Regions from separate parts of the Mus musculus genome. Here all the other regions are linked to region 2. A link is a contact called in public Hi-C and promoter capture Hi-C data. All regions are on one chromosome and are shown on one strand. Each heading gives the region's core, a stretch centred on a gene start, on an enhancer-like site or on the middle of the called end of the contact. The rest is flanking DNA. Distances are from core to core; before and after follow the strand shown. Region 1 holds the start of Fbxo10 (F-box protein 10). Region 2 holds the start of Rnf38 (ring finger protein 38). Region 3 holds the start of Polr1e (polymerase (RNA) I polypeptide E).

What was found. Hi-C and Micro-C count contacts between places; a contact is called where the count stands out from the background. Capture Hi-C pulls out chosen DNA fragments and counts their contacts.
Region 1: a contact with region 2 is called in a promoter capture Hi-C map of liver. The contact joins the promoter of Fbxo10 here to the promoter of Rnf38 in region 2. A contact is called at or near these places in 1 of 39 promoter capture datasets (pre-B cells) and 1 of 9 other capture datasets (liver).
Region 3: a contact with region 2 is called in a Hi-C map of CD8 T cells, with 7 times the contacts expected there. The contact joins the promoter of Polr1e here to the promoter of Rnf38 in region 2. A contact is called at or near these places in 5 of 39 promoter capture datasets (hippocampal neurons, liver, pre-B cells and 1 more), 3 of 484 Hi-C or Micro-C datasets (CD4 T cells, CD8 T cells and uterus) and 3 of 115 datasets of contacts at active chromatin or transcription factors (astrocytes, forebrain and large pre-B cells).

What each region holds. Positions count from the first base shown.
Region 1 is chr4:45,082,577-45,086,761 of GRCm38.p6, reverse strand. It overlaps Fbxo10 (F-box protein 10), which reads left to right and starts at 2,158. Exons shown (of 11, transcript NM_001024142.1): 1 at 2,158-2,272.
Region 2 is chr4:44,232,452-44,236,485 of GRCm38.p6, reverse strand. It overlaps Rnf38 (ring finger protein 38), which reads left to right and starts at 2,581. Exons shown (of 12, transcript NM_001379580.1): 1 at 2,581-2,943. The coding sequence starts at 2,679.
Region 3 is chr4:45,017,041-45,021,055 of GRCm38.p6, reverse strand. Polr1e (polymerase (RNA) I polypeptide E) reads right to left here and starts at 2,447. Exons shown (of 12, transcript NM_022811.3): 1 at 2,264-2,447; 2 at 1,679-1,782. The coding sequence starts at 2,384.

The DNA of each region.
Region 1 (4,185 bases), core at 909-3,408, 850 kb before region 2:
ACTGGAGGGATGCAAGCTCACAGCTTTCAGGGTACCCAATGATGCTCTAGTCAAGCTGCTGGTGTTGCTTTGGAGCTGTTACATAACATGTAGGCCTCAGTTCTGCACAGGGAATGTTTATTTGTACAATTAGAGTTAAGTGGGAAGACAGAACCGATCTAGAGTTTCAACTTCCATAACAAAATACCTGGTTTGGTTCTCAACAAGCTCATCATTGAAGACCCCCCGTAAGGTAGGAAGAGAGCTGAGACCCGCAGGCAGCCGAAAAGGATGATAGCTGTTGGGTTACCTGTGGCCAAATGACTCTGCCTGAGTCTAATCTCTCTATAAAGCAAAAGTCTACATGGCCGTGGAGACTGTATGTGCCCTCGTTCATTTGCTATAAATACGAATGACATGCCAGGCTGCTAAGGTGAGCAAGCCCACTCCAGTCAAATGAAGTAGAGAAGTCAAGAGACAAGAGCATTACACACATGGTGGGATGGAGGCCTGCGCCAGACAGATGAGGGTAAGAAGAGAGGAGCAACCAGTCGCTTACAAATACTGTTCTTGTGCACAGACATGCATGTAGCCAAAGCACACTTACGCATAAAATAAAAATAAGTAAATCTTAAATAAAACGCCACTGTCTTGACGTTTAAATGTTTATACAAGAAATAAAATCCCCCCGCCCCCGTGGCACCTTTGGACAGATGAAGAAGACAGACAGCATGCTGTGTTAGACGGGCCCCATTGTTGTCCTTTGAATGTCCTAACCTTTTTAGAGAAATGCCAACACAAACAATAATGTTTGATAGCACAAATCCAGGAACTCAGGCTTTTAATTGGGTATTGAAATTCATATTCAGCCTGCTGGTTTCATACAATGGGCCACTTTTCAAAGGATTAGACGTGCGATCGGTTTGCCAAACGTAAGCGACGTCTAAGCATGGCCTTTCCACTACATCTGTGTGCTTGCTGAACAGCTCTCGGTCAGCATTCAATTGTTGGGTTTGGGTCTAGGTGTTTTGTTTGGGGTTTAAACAAATGAATCGTTGAAGGCTGGGATGTAGGGGGGTACAGGGGGTACAGGGGGGTAGCACTTGCTCAGCATGTGCAAGACCCTGAATTTGCCTTAACCACTGCATAAAACAACACCCCCCCCAAATTTGACTTTACTGCAAAACTGTCTCAGATCCGTGTGTGTGCCCCCATATCCACTTCCAGTACTTCAGGCCAGTCTCTACTTCTCTTGTCTTCTCAGCACAGAGTATCGAACACCTGCATTCTCCCCCTTCAATGGCTTCCTTTATCATGGCTTATGAAATACTGATGACCTCTAATACCCTTTTATCTAAGACCTCGGGATGGTGGGATACAGGGTTGGAGAGACAGCTTACTAGTCAGGAGGTTTATTGCTCTTGCAAAGGATCCACTTGGTGGCTCACAACTGTCTATATTCAAGTTCCAAGGGCTCCGGCTCCCTCTTCTGGCTTCCAGGGCCCCCTGTGTGCACATAAATCAGGTGCATAAAATACGCATAAAAGTAAAAAAAATCTACAAAAAAAATATTTTTTCTTAGGAGTCGTCTTGTCTCCCTCAGCGCAGGAGCTTTCTCTGGCCTCTTTCACATAGCTACTCTCATGAGGTCATCACATTCCTCAAACCCTAGTTTTCAACCAAAGAGCTCTTTTCATGTACTTCATATAATTTTAAATACATATGGACTTAAACAGCTTTTCCGGTTTATCCTCTCCGCCACAGAGTGGATTTCAGAACAGGAGCCACCACCGCTTTGTTCTCTTGGGCCCATAACTAGTAGTTGGTGCAACAGGTACTACACACATCATTTGCGTTGTGCCAAACGTTTTCCACACAACCCACCCATGGCCCCAAGTCCTTCCTGACTTCTAGCTGGGCTCAGGGTGACTCCAGCTCCTATGTGCTCATATGCACGGAGCCCAGGGTGCTGTTAGGCTATAGTGGTGATGGGAAGGATCCGCCCGCTTCCAGGCCCCTAGGAGCCTCCGGCAGTTCCCGCCCACGATGCTGTTCCCACCCCTTCGGAGGCCACGCTCGCCCTCCATCGCCGAGCCCCGCTCGCCCCGCCCTCCTTCCAGTCTCACGGCCGCGCGCGCTCGCAGGCCAGCCCTACACCCGCGTCACGTGACAGCCACCGGGGGCGGGGCTCGCGGCGAAGTCGGACCCCGCTGTGGCCGAGCGCCGCAGTCCTCCGGCAGCCCTGCGGCTTCCAGGGCGTCGCGGCCGCGGCCGGGCAGCGCCGCTCCCTGAGGTAAGAGGCGCAGGAAGGAGGCTTCTCGGGAGCCCGCGGATGCTCCAGGCTCACCGGCCGCTCGGTCCCTCCGTGGGCCCAGCGTTTGGCTGGGGTGCGGGGACCGGGCCTGGGGGCACTGCGGGAGGTGGGGGGCCTCGGCTGCCGGAGCTCCGGGAGAGCTGTGCCCCCGTCCGCCCCCACCCCGGACCCACCCGCGGTCGCCTCCAGCCCCAGGGCTTTGCAAGTGTCTGAGAGAATGAATGCGATTTTGCGGTTTGCTAGCCTTCACCTGGGATGCAGGAGAGAGCGTGCAGTCGCGCACCCAGTGGGTCTGGTTTTAACAAGTCGCGGAGACTCGGTTTCCGCAAATCTTTGAAGGAAGAGGGGACGACCCCCTGCCCGGCCTCCCTCCTGCACTGATGGCAGAGCCGTTTGGAGAGCCAGAACTCCGGAGTTGGTGTTAGTTCCATCCACCACCCACTAGCCAGGCAACCTTGAGCCACGTCGGTGGTGCTTCTGTTAAAAGTAGAGATGATGTAAATGAGCTAAATACCTAATAAAAAATGGAAAAAAAAAATAAATAAATAAAAGTAGAGATGAATTCTTCGGCCCGAGGTTGCTGTGAGGATTAAGCAGGAAACGTTGAGGACTCCTTAGAGAGCACTCTCCGTGTGAGCATTGTTAAAATAGCAATCTAGGAGTCCATGATAGACGTCTTTCTCGCAGTAAGCACACCGTCCTCTGTGAATGTGATTCTGAAAAATGTGTCGTTTTGGCTGAGGAGCCCTCTCCCCTTTCCCAGGCCCCCTTTGCCTTCTGTTTCATATTGGCATGTGAACCTGTTGTTCCTACCGAATGAGTCAGGCAGGATGGGAACGCTAATTTACTTGAGCAGATGGGTATCAGATTCCCTCTGAGGGGAAAGAAAACTGTCAGGCATGTGCTATCACAAAAAAAAAAAAAAAAAAAAAAAAAATACAGTAGGGTGATTGACTGTCTACTGGAAGATGCCTAGGAGCCCATGGAATCCAGCCGTCTCCTGCACACAGAGAAGCTAGACCAAGAACGAGGCCAGGACTTTGATTTTGCTCAGCCATCAACACTGTTGGCCTTGGGTAGTAGAAAGAATGCTTGAGCTTGCCTATGTTCTAACTCAACTGTTCGTTTATTCTGGCAACAAGATCCAGACAATGGTGTCTGCCCCCATGGAGCTGTTTGCATAGCTAGCTATGTTAGTTATATAAAAGTCTGTATGTGCACACACAGGTGTGTGTGTGTGTGTGTGCGCGCGCGCGTGTGCTCACGTGAGTCCATGTCTGTGTGTGTCTGTGCCCCTCTGCTGGTTTGCGGTATGTTTTATGATAACAATAAGCTTTCAGCTCCCAGAGAGCTGGCCTCATAGCATCTGGCCCCAGGAGACCAGCACACAGGAGAGGCTTGAATTGTTTCATGATCCCTGTCAGGTCTCCAGTCCTGGTGGAAGCTTGCTGAGATTTGGAGACGGGAGAAAATGGCACACTTTGTCAGAGCTTTTAGGAAAGGATTTCCTCTGGCTTGGAATGCCTGGATTTCTTTGTCTCTCTGGTCTCTGGCCTCTTATTGTTTTTAGATATCTAAAGAGAGCAGCCCTCAACACGGTGCCTTCATTTTGGTTTCCATGGTTATCAGGGGAATTACGTTTACATGATGGCACCGGTAGCTATTGAGCTGTGTGGCCAACCACCAGTCACTCGTCTGTCGTTCTGGCTTGTTTCGTTTTTTTTTTTTTTTCTTTTTCCAGTTGCAGTGCAGACATATTCTCCCTTTTCTTATTTCCTCCTTTCCTCCTGCTCTTCAACAAGTGACAGTGTGAAGAGGGATGGGATGGGAATGAGAGCCAATGAAATAAAGATAGACATGGGAGAATGTAGAATCCTTTTTTGGCCCATCCC
Region 2 (4,034 bases), core at 1,332-3,831:
GGTTTAGCTAGGTGGTAGAGAGCTAGCATAGCAAACGCAAGGTCATGGGTTCAGTCCTCAGCGCTGAAAAATAAAACAAAAATAAACAAACAAACAAAAAACCCCAAAATAACCAAAAGATCAACTTCCCAGTTTGATCTCCTCACAATCTTTTCTTCCTTCTGACCTCTGCAGCACCTCCTTAGTGATCAACCCTATTGATCTCTTACACCTGCGGGTTTTCTACACCCATAGATTTAGTCTCTCTCACTAATCACCAATGGAGAATGGCCAGTGGGCCACAGCAGGCAGGAGGGCCCAGGCTTTCATGATGTCTTAGGGGGTGTGGCGATGACTCAGGGCTTTTGGGCCCTCTCTCATTTCTTCCTGGTCTCAAGGCATCCTTTGATGGGTTCTTTGGGCTGACTAGACTACACTGCTAGTCTGTTCTTTCTCTTTAGGGTGGTCACTTAAGACATTTGCTCTAGCTTGGAGCTGTAAGAGATGACTCTGGGGTGTTGACTGTGGGGATAAAAAGAGACTAACCTGGCTGGGTGGTGGTGGCTCACGCCTTTAAGTCACAGCACTCAGGATACAGAGGCAGACAGATGAGTTCAAGGCCAGCCTGGTCTACAGCCTGAGTTCCAGGTCAGCCAGGGCTACACAGAGGAAACCCTGTTTTGAAAAACAAACAAAACAACAATAACAACAAAAACAGGGTAAACAATGCTCAAGATGGCTGCGATTCATGAAAGGGACGATGCCTCTGGACAGTAGTTTACAGATGTTCTTCAGTGGCCTTATTAGGATGGAGGCCCTGGCCTGAAAATACATTATCTGACTCTCCTGTGACAAGAAACTCAGGGATGAAATGCAGGAAAATTTAGGTCCTTTGGTCAAAGATAATCTCACTGTGTTTCAGTACAGCTTCCCCGAGCTGTCCTTCTTGGTGAACTACTCATCCTTAAGATCTTTTTTATTTTATTTTATTTTATTTTGGTTTTTCGAGACAGGGTTTCTCTGTATAGCCCTGGCTGTCCTGGAGCTCATTTTGTAGACCAGGCTGGCCTCGAACTCAGAAATCCGCCTGCCTCTGCCTCCTGAGTGCTGGGATTAAAGGCGTGTGCCACCACGTCCGGCTCTTAAGATCTTTAAAAGGTTTGTTGTTGTTGTGTGTGTGTGTGTGTGGTTTTTTTTTGTTTTGTTTTGTTTTTGTTTTTTGAGATAGGTTCTGTGTAGCTCAGAAATTTGACTACAAATATCTCAAGTGACCAAGAATGATCTTCTCTGATGCAATTATCATCCATAACTTCTAAGACTCTCTGACCTCCAAGGAGATTGCAAGCTCTCTGAAGGCCTGGACAATATCGTTATTATCGTCGTAGCTTCATTTCTGAGCACCGCTAATGACCGGATAGATGAAAGACAATGCATCATCTAGTGTCAACTGCGGACTTGGAAATGTCTGTTGCCAAAGATCGTCTGCTTTGCCCTCCCAGTCTTTCTTTGCATGGTGCAGGGAAAAAGCTGAGGCTAATTTTTATTAAAACAATCTAGCCAGCAGCTTAGCTGCACCCTTACCCACATGCCTGTACTTAGAGACTCTACTCAGCACATGGTTGGGTTTATTTTGCTCTTCCATGGATAACGCCGAGAGCCAGAGAATGATGGGAAGATAATCGGTTCAGCCGCCAACATCGCATTTGAGAAAAGAGGGCAGACCGGGGGGAGGGGGAATGATGGTGTTTTGAATCCTCAGAAATCTTCCCCAAATAATAGGAAAGCCTTCAGTACAGCTCCGAATGTTTCCTCACTTCGAAGCCTCTTCCTCTTCTGAGATTAGGCCCAGTTGCCTGGACGGCTTCCTGTCAGGGCTTTCCCGACAAGGGTATTTAAAGTGAGAAAGAGGAAGAGAAAGTCGGAGACAGGGGCGAGGACCACCGCTGAGTCGGACTGGCTTCTGCTGGGAATTCAAGATGGGTCTCCAGGACTCAGGGAAGGGCGCTCGTTCATCTCCAACTCTTGCGTCTCCGCCTCTGCGGTTCTCTAGGGCTCCGCGGAGACTGATCTATCACCAATCAGCCTCAGAAGCGAAGAGAGAGTTTCTTTCCTAAGTGTCTCAAAAGCACAAACTTTGAGGAGACAACCGGGAGGGAGGACCGACGTGCAGGGGGCAGAGGCAGGAAGCAAGCAGGCAGGCAGGCGCAGGGAAGGCAGAGGAACGCCCGGCAGGCTGAGGCTAACCGGGGCGGACCGGGGTACACTCCCCAGCGCAGACACCGCCCGAGGCAGCAGAGCGGCAGGGCCTGCGCAGCGGTCGGCCTGGCCTCCGAGGCCCGCGGCCGCGCCCCGGAGGCGGGCCGGGGGCGGGGCAGCACCGGGCTGGGGCGCAGATGCCGAGAGCTTTGGCCCGGGCCTCCCCGCTTGGGCGGGCCGCGGCTGCTGAGGATCCCCCTAGACGCCGCCCGGGAGCCACGGCCCGGAGCCCAGCGCTCATTGGCGGCGCGGCGCGGTCTCCCCGCCCCCCGGCGTCCCCGCCCCCTCCGCCGCCGCCGCCGCCGCGGCTCGGCTCCGCCTCCTGGCCCGCCGGGAGCCGCCTCCGTCGCCGCCACAGCCTCCTTCGCCGCCGGTCCGGGCCCAGCCAGCGCCCGCCGCGCCGGAGTCGAGTCGCAGTCCGAGCCGCTGCCCGCGGCCCCGCCATGAGCGGAAGCGCCGCCGCCGCGGTCGCGGTCGCCGCCGCCGCCGCCGCCTCAGCCGCCGCCGCCGCGCACTTCCAGCCTCGGTCGTCGTCTCCCAGGCCGGGGCCCGCCGAGCTCGGGCCCCCCCGCCGCCCGCGCCCCCCGCCGCCCCCGCCGCCGCCCCGGCCCGAGCCCATCACCGCCGGCCGCCTTAGCCCTCCGGGCCACGGGCCTCTTCGGAGCGGGGCGCAGGGTGTCGGTGCCTGCGGCAGAGCGCCCGGAGCAGGTACGGGGTCTGCCGGCGAGGCGGGGCGGGGCGGGGCGGGCTGTGCGGGGAGGGGTGAGGGTCAGTCCGGGGCAAGGGGTCCCGCGGAGAGGGAGGAGCCTTGCCCGCCACAGCTTTGTCCAGCCCGGGAGACCCCGGGAGCCCTGCTCCTCCGCCGGGCAGAGCGCCTCACAAAGCGTTTTCGCACCCGCTGGGCAGCCCCTTCCTGCGGGGTGGGCAGGGCAGGACCTCGTGAGGAATCGGCTCTGCCGGGGAGGAAACTGAGGCTTACCGGGGGAAGTGACTTGCCCAAGGTCACAAAGCCAGCTAGAGTCGTGTCTTGGCTGAGAACCAGGGCCACCCTGGAGCTGGCGCGGGCCGTCAGCCGAGGGGGCTGGGAGGAGGAGGCAGAGTCCCCAGCCCCTGAGTCTGGAGTGGTAGGAAGAAGGGGGTTGGGGCCTGCGCCCTGGCACACCCACCAGGGTAGCTAACCTATGCTAAGCTGACCAGGACAGGTAGGAAGGAGAAACAGGAGCTGCCTCGGGAGCTTAGTGCCCTGGGGAGCCGATTTTGGGAGCTGGAGCGAGCAGGACTCCTGCCGGGGGCGGGGAGGGGGATGTGCTCCGAGAGGGTTTTATTGAGGTAGTGGAGTAGAGCTTTGGAAACTTGACTCGGGGACCGTTTGGCCCTCTCCAGGTCAGCCTTCTCACTACTGCATAGGCTAAGCCAGCCCAGCGGGAATGAAAGGGAAGGAGGCCTGTTTATACAGTGTCTTTTTCCAGGAAATTGCCCGAGTTTTGTTTATGCCCGGAACAGAAATACATAACTGGTCCTGGTAAAAGCATGCATGCGACAGAAGGCCATCCGAGCCTTTTCTAGATGGTCTGGACTTAACACACTTGGAGAATTCTCTGAGGAAGAGCAGCTGTCCTAGAAGGGGGAAGGAAGTTGGGAGGGTTAGGACAACTCACCCTCCTGCCTGCTTTACAATTCAGGAGGAATCCATTCTTACTTGGGGTGATTAGGCGAGTTGCTTTTACTCTGCGTGCATCTTAGAAAAGGCGAGGGGATAATAATTATTTCCAGAGGAGAAAGCAATGGAAGGATAGCAG
Region 3 (4,015 bases), core at 1,198-3,697, 780 kb before region 2:
AGCCAGGAAATGGAACCAGCTTAGATGCGCATCAATGACAAAAACAGATAAAGAAAATAGGTTTTCCTCTCCTATGCAGAATCTAGATTTAGAGTGTGTGTGTGTGTGTGTGTGTGTGTGTGTGTGTGAATATGCACACATTCAAGGCATGAGAGTTGAAAGGAATCATAAGAGGTGCAAAAGAAGGGAAACGAGAGGCTGATATAGTATGTATGTAATGAGATATAATGTTGATGTGTTGAGAGTGCTTTGCCTTTATGCACACATGCATGCCTTATCTATGACGTGCCCACAGGAACCAGGAGTGGGTGTTGTGTTCTCAGGAACTAGAATTATAGACAGTTGCTACCTCCATGTGGGTTCAGGGATTGAACCCCGGTCCCCTGGAAGTGCTCTTTAATGCTGAGGCACCTCTCCAGCCCAGTATGTATGTCATGAAAGAGCGACTTATTTGGGAGGGAGGCAAGGGACCAGCAGGAGGGGGATATGGGGGAGGGCAGTGGGCAGAAGGCAGTGGGAATACAGATGAAAATAGCAGTTCTTGAATAAGCAGCACAACGAACTATACAGTGAGGTCTTGGTCTCCTAGCACTTATAGGTACCTAACTGATCCTATACATAACTGCCTTGTGACCTTTCTGACGTTAGCTCGTCCTATGAGGGCTGGCTTCCCATCGCAGCCAAGCTTTTCTTCTCCCTCGTTCACTAGGGCACCAAACATCTGCTATCAAATCGTCCCTCATTCCCATTCACCCTTCTCAGGAAGGCATTCAGACAAGCTGAGACTTGTTTCCTACAGAGCTCCCTCCCCAGGCCCTAAACACTCCCTTAGACCCCAAGCTAGCTCTACTGTATGCCTGTACTACTTGGTGAATTTGAGTCTCTGGAAAGCAGACCGGTCTTAACCCTGGCATCTACCCGGGAGAGACCAGAGATGCTAGTAAGCATCCTGTGGAGCTGGGTGGTGGTGGCACAGGCCTTTAATCCCAGATCCCTGCACTCAGGAGGCAGAGACAGGTAGATCTCTAAGTTCAAGGCCAACCCGAGCTGTACAAAGAAACCTTTGAAAAAACAAGCAAACAAACAAACAAAAAAACCATCACTCTGGGGTCACATTTGATTCACAAGCATCTGTAACCCCAGTTCTAGGGGATCCAATGCCCACTTCTGGCTTCCACTAGCTACACACACATTGTACATAGACAAAAATGAACAACACCCATACACATAAAATAGGGTTGAAGCTGAGCTCTGAACAGTGACCTCCCTAAGAGGTGCAAATCCCATGAAGATGCTTCCTTAGCCTGCGGCATGAGGACATGGTGAACGTTCAATAAGGTCATGTAGGGGGACAACTTATGAAGCCAGGGGTGGGTGGTGCTGCACACCTTTAATCCCAGCACTACGGAGTCAGAGACAGGTGGTGATTCTCTGAGTTCAAAGCCAGCCAGGTCTATATAGTAATTTCCAGGATAGCCAGGGCTACAGGAAGAAACCCTGTCTGGAAAGATAAAGCCCATATAAGTGAAAAGCCCAAAATCTTGCTCCTCAGTGGGGCCAGAGTCTCATTTGCTACTCCTCCTTTCCTCCCCCCCAGGCCAGGTCTCCCATGTCTGCCCACACCAAGAACCTTTTGAGGTCTGCAGAGCCCAGACCATCTGTACCAGCAAGCACTTACCACGATCCGGTGACTCCTCTGCCTGGGGTTTACTAAGTCGGTGCTGTTGTACAAGGTGAAGCGCATGTCGCCCGGATTCTGCAGCTTCCCATTGGAGAACTGGACTGTAAGAGTGTAAGCCAAGAATAAGAGGCGAGGACCAGCAGGGTATGGATGGGGAGACCTGCACTGTGGCTGGACGCCGGTAGTGAAGGCAAGGGAGCTTAAGTCCGACTTTCGGGGGGCGGGGGGGTATGAAGAAAGCCCTGGTCCAGTTCTAAAGAGGGAGATGGAGGAGGGGAGGGGAAGTGACCTCTGGGCAGGGGTTGTGACAAAAGAGAACGACTGAGGAAATGCCATTAACTGGCAAGAGAGGAAACTCTGCTCCGTAGAGGGGGGAAAAGGGCAAATGAGAGAGCTGTGGAGATGTCAGGTCCCTGGGCACTGCCCTGAGACGAGTCCGAAGTGGTGACGATAGATGAATGCGGAGGGAAAAGGTGATGGTGGCAGGGAACCTGTCCCGGCTGCAGGCAGTGGGCTACCGTGGTACCCAGACAGAAGCGGAAAGGATTACGCGGAACTCCGCTCCGGGTCGGCGGTCTTTACCCAGCACAGCTTTCTGCCTGTCGTCGGGCTCTCCACAGTACAGCCACCTTGCACTCTGTAGCGCCTCTGTCTCCGTGTCTCCAGCCTGGTCATCCATCCCAGGAGACTCCAGAGTAGCCATGAGCTCGCCGGTTCACACGCGGACTCAAAAACCGGAAGTGACATTCTAGGCCCCGCCCAGGGTACACCAGCAGTAAGGCCACGCCCCTCACTGGATCGCGTCCCCGCCCACTCTTTGGTTCTTTCCCTTGAGGATCACACCCTCCCCCTTGCAGGAGGATGCAGTAACTCCCCTTTCGTCTCGGACCTCCAGGAGAGCAGCTTCACTTTTGTGTTGTATTGCTCACCGCAGGCTCTAAGCTGTGGGACCAGTCACACCAAAATCTCCAGAACTGTGAACCAAAATAAAAGAAACCGTTCCTCTTTATGAGCTGTCTTCATTTTGTGTTGTTATTGTCGTTTAAGGCCGGCTATCACCATGTGTGTAATCCTGGTTGGTCTGGAACTCATTCTGTGAAACATAATGGCCTCAAATTCACGGAGATTAGACCACCAGCTTTGTCTCACATATTTTGTTAAGGTAATAGAAAAAAACTGACTAATGTAGGGTTTCTCCCTGAGTAATTTCAATGCAGCCACCCAAATAAGAGAGCTAACAGTGATTCAACCATGTAATCTTGTAGTATTCAATTTCCCCAACGGCCTTGATACTGCCTTTTCAGCTAAAAGAGCCTGTCAGAAACCGTGTTGCAGCCTTACACTTGTAATCCCAGCATTTAAGAGCAGGGCTGCCATGAATTTGAGGCAAGTTCAAGTGAGAACTGTCACACATACACACAAATTATACTTTGCTTCTAGCTGTCACAACTCTTTGGTTGGAAGGTTACACTTTCTTTGACTCTACCCAGTGATTTTCTATTGATTCTTTCCAGAAAGGAAAAAAGAATATAAAAGGACTTAGTTAACTAATTAGTCATCCCCCCTTCTGTCAGAATCTTTTCCATACTCAGTTTATTTGAGGTTAGTAATGAATGGTAGAGCCTATTAGAAACATTTCACTTTTTAAATTATTAATTTATTTGGGTCCCAAGAGGGAATGTATGGTAAAGCAAAACTGCTCATCTGGTGGTCAAGGATGAAAGGAGGAAGAAGGGACTGAGGTCTCTGTTCCTTTTGGGCTCAGGTTGTCTTCAAACTCCACTTGTTCTGTGCCTGAGGGTGACTCCCCATCCTCTTGCCAAGTGCTGAGATTACATACACACACCATCACACCCAGCCAGAAAGAAAGTTTATTTCATTTCTTTCACTTCTGCACCTCCAACTCCTGAAAGGTCCTGTAAAAAAAAAAAGTGGGGGGGGGGGGGACCTCAGCAAATGTTGAGTGAGAGGTCTGGAAAAAGCTCAGTGGATAAAGGCACTTGCTACCAAGTTTGATGGTCTTCCTAGGACCCACCTGGTGGAAGAAGAGAGCTTACTCGGTAGCATACATCTGCATGCACACACAAAATAAATCAATGTAAAATAAAATTTAAAAATGAGCGAATGAAGGAAAGGGTAGGTAATAGAGTAGACCAGGTCATCAATCCTTGGAGCCTAACTAAGTCAGGGAGCGCACCTCAGAAATACTAATGTTCTTGCAACAAGTTAGCATAGGGTTTATACATAATAGATACTATGTATATGTTCACTGGCTACATAAAAATGGACACTTGTATGGAAGTTAAGAGGTGCCAAAGAGGGCTGGAGAGATGG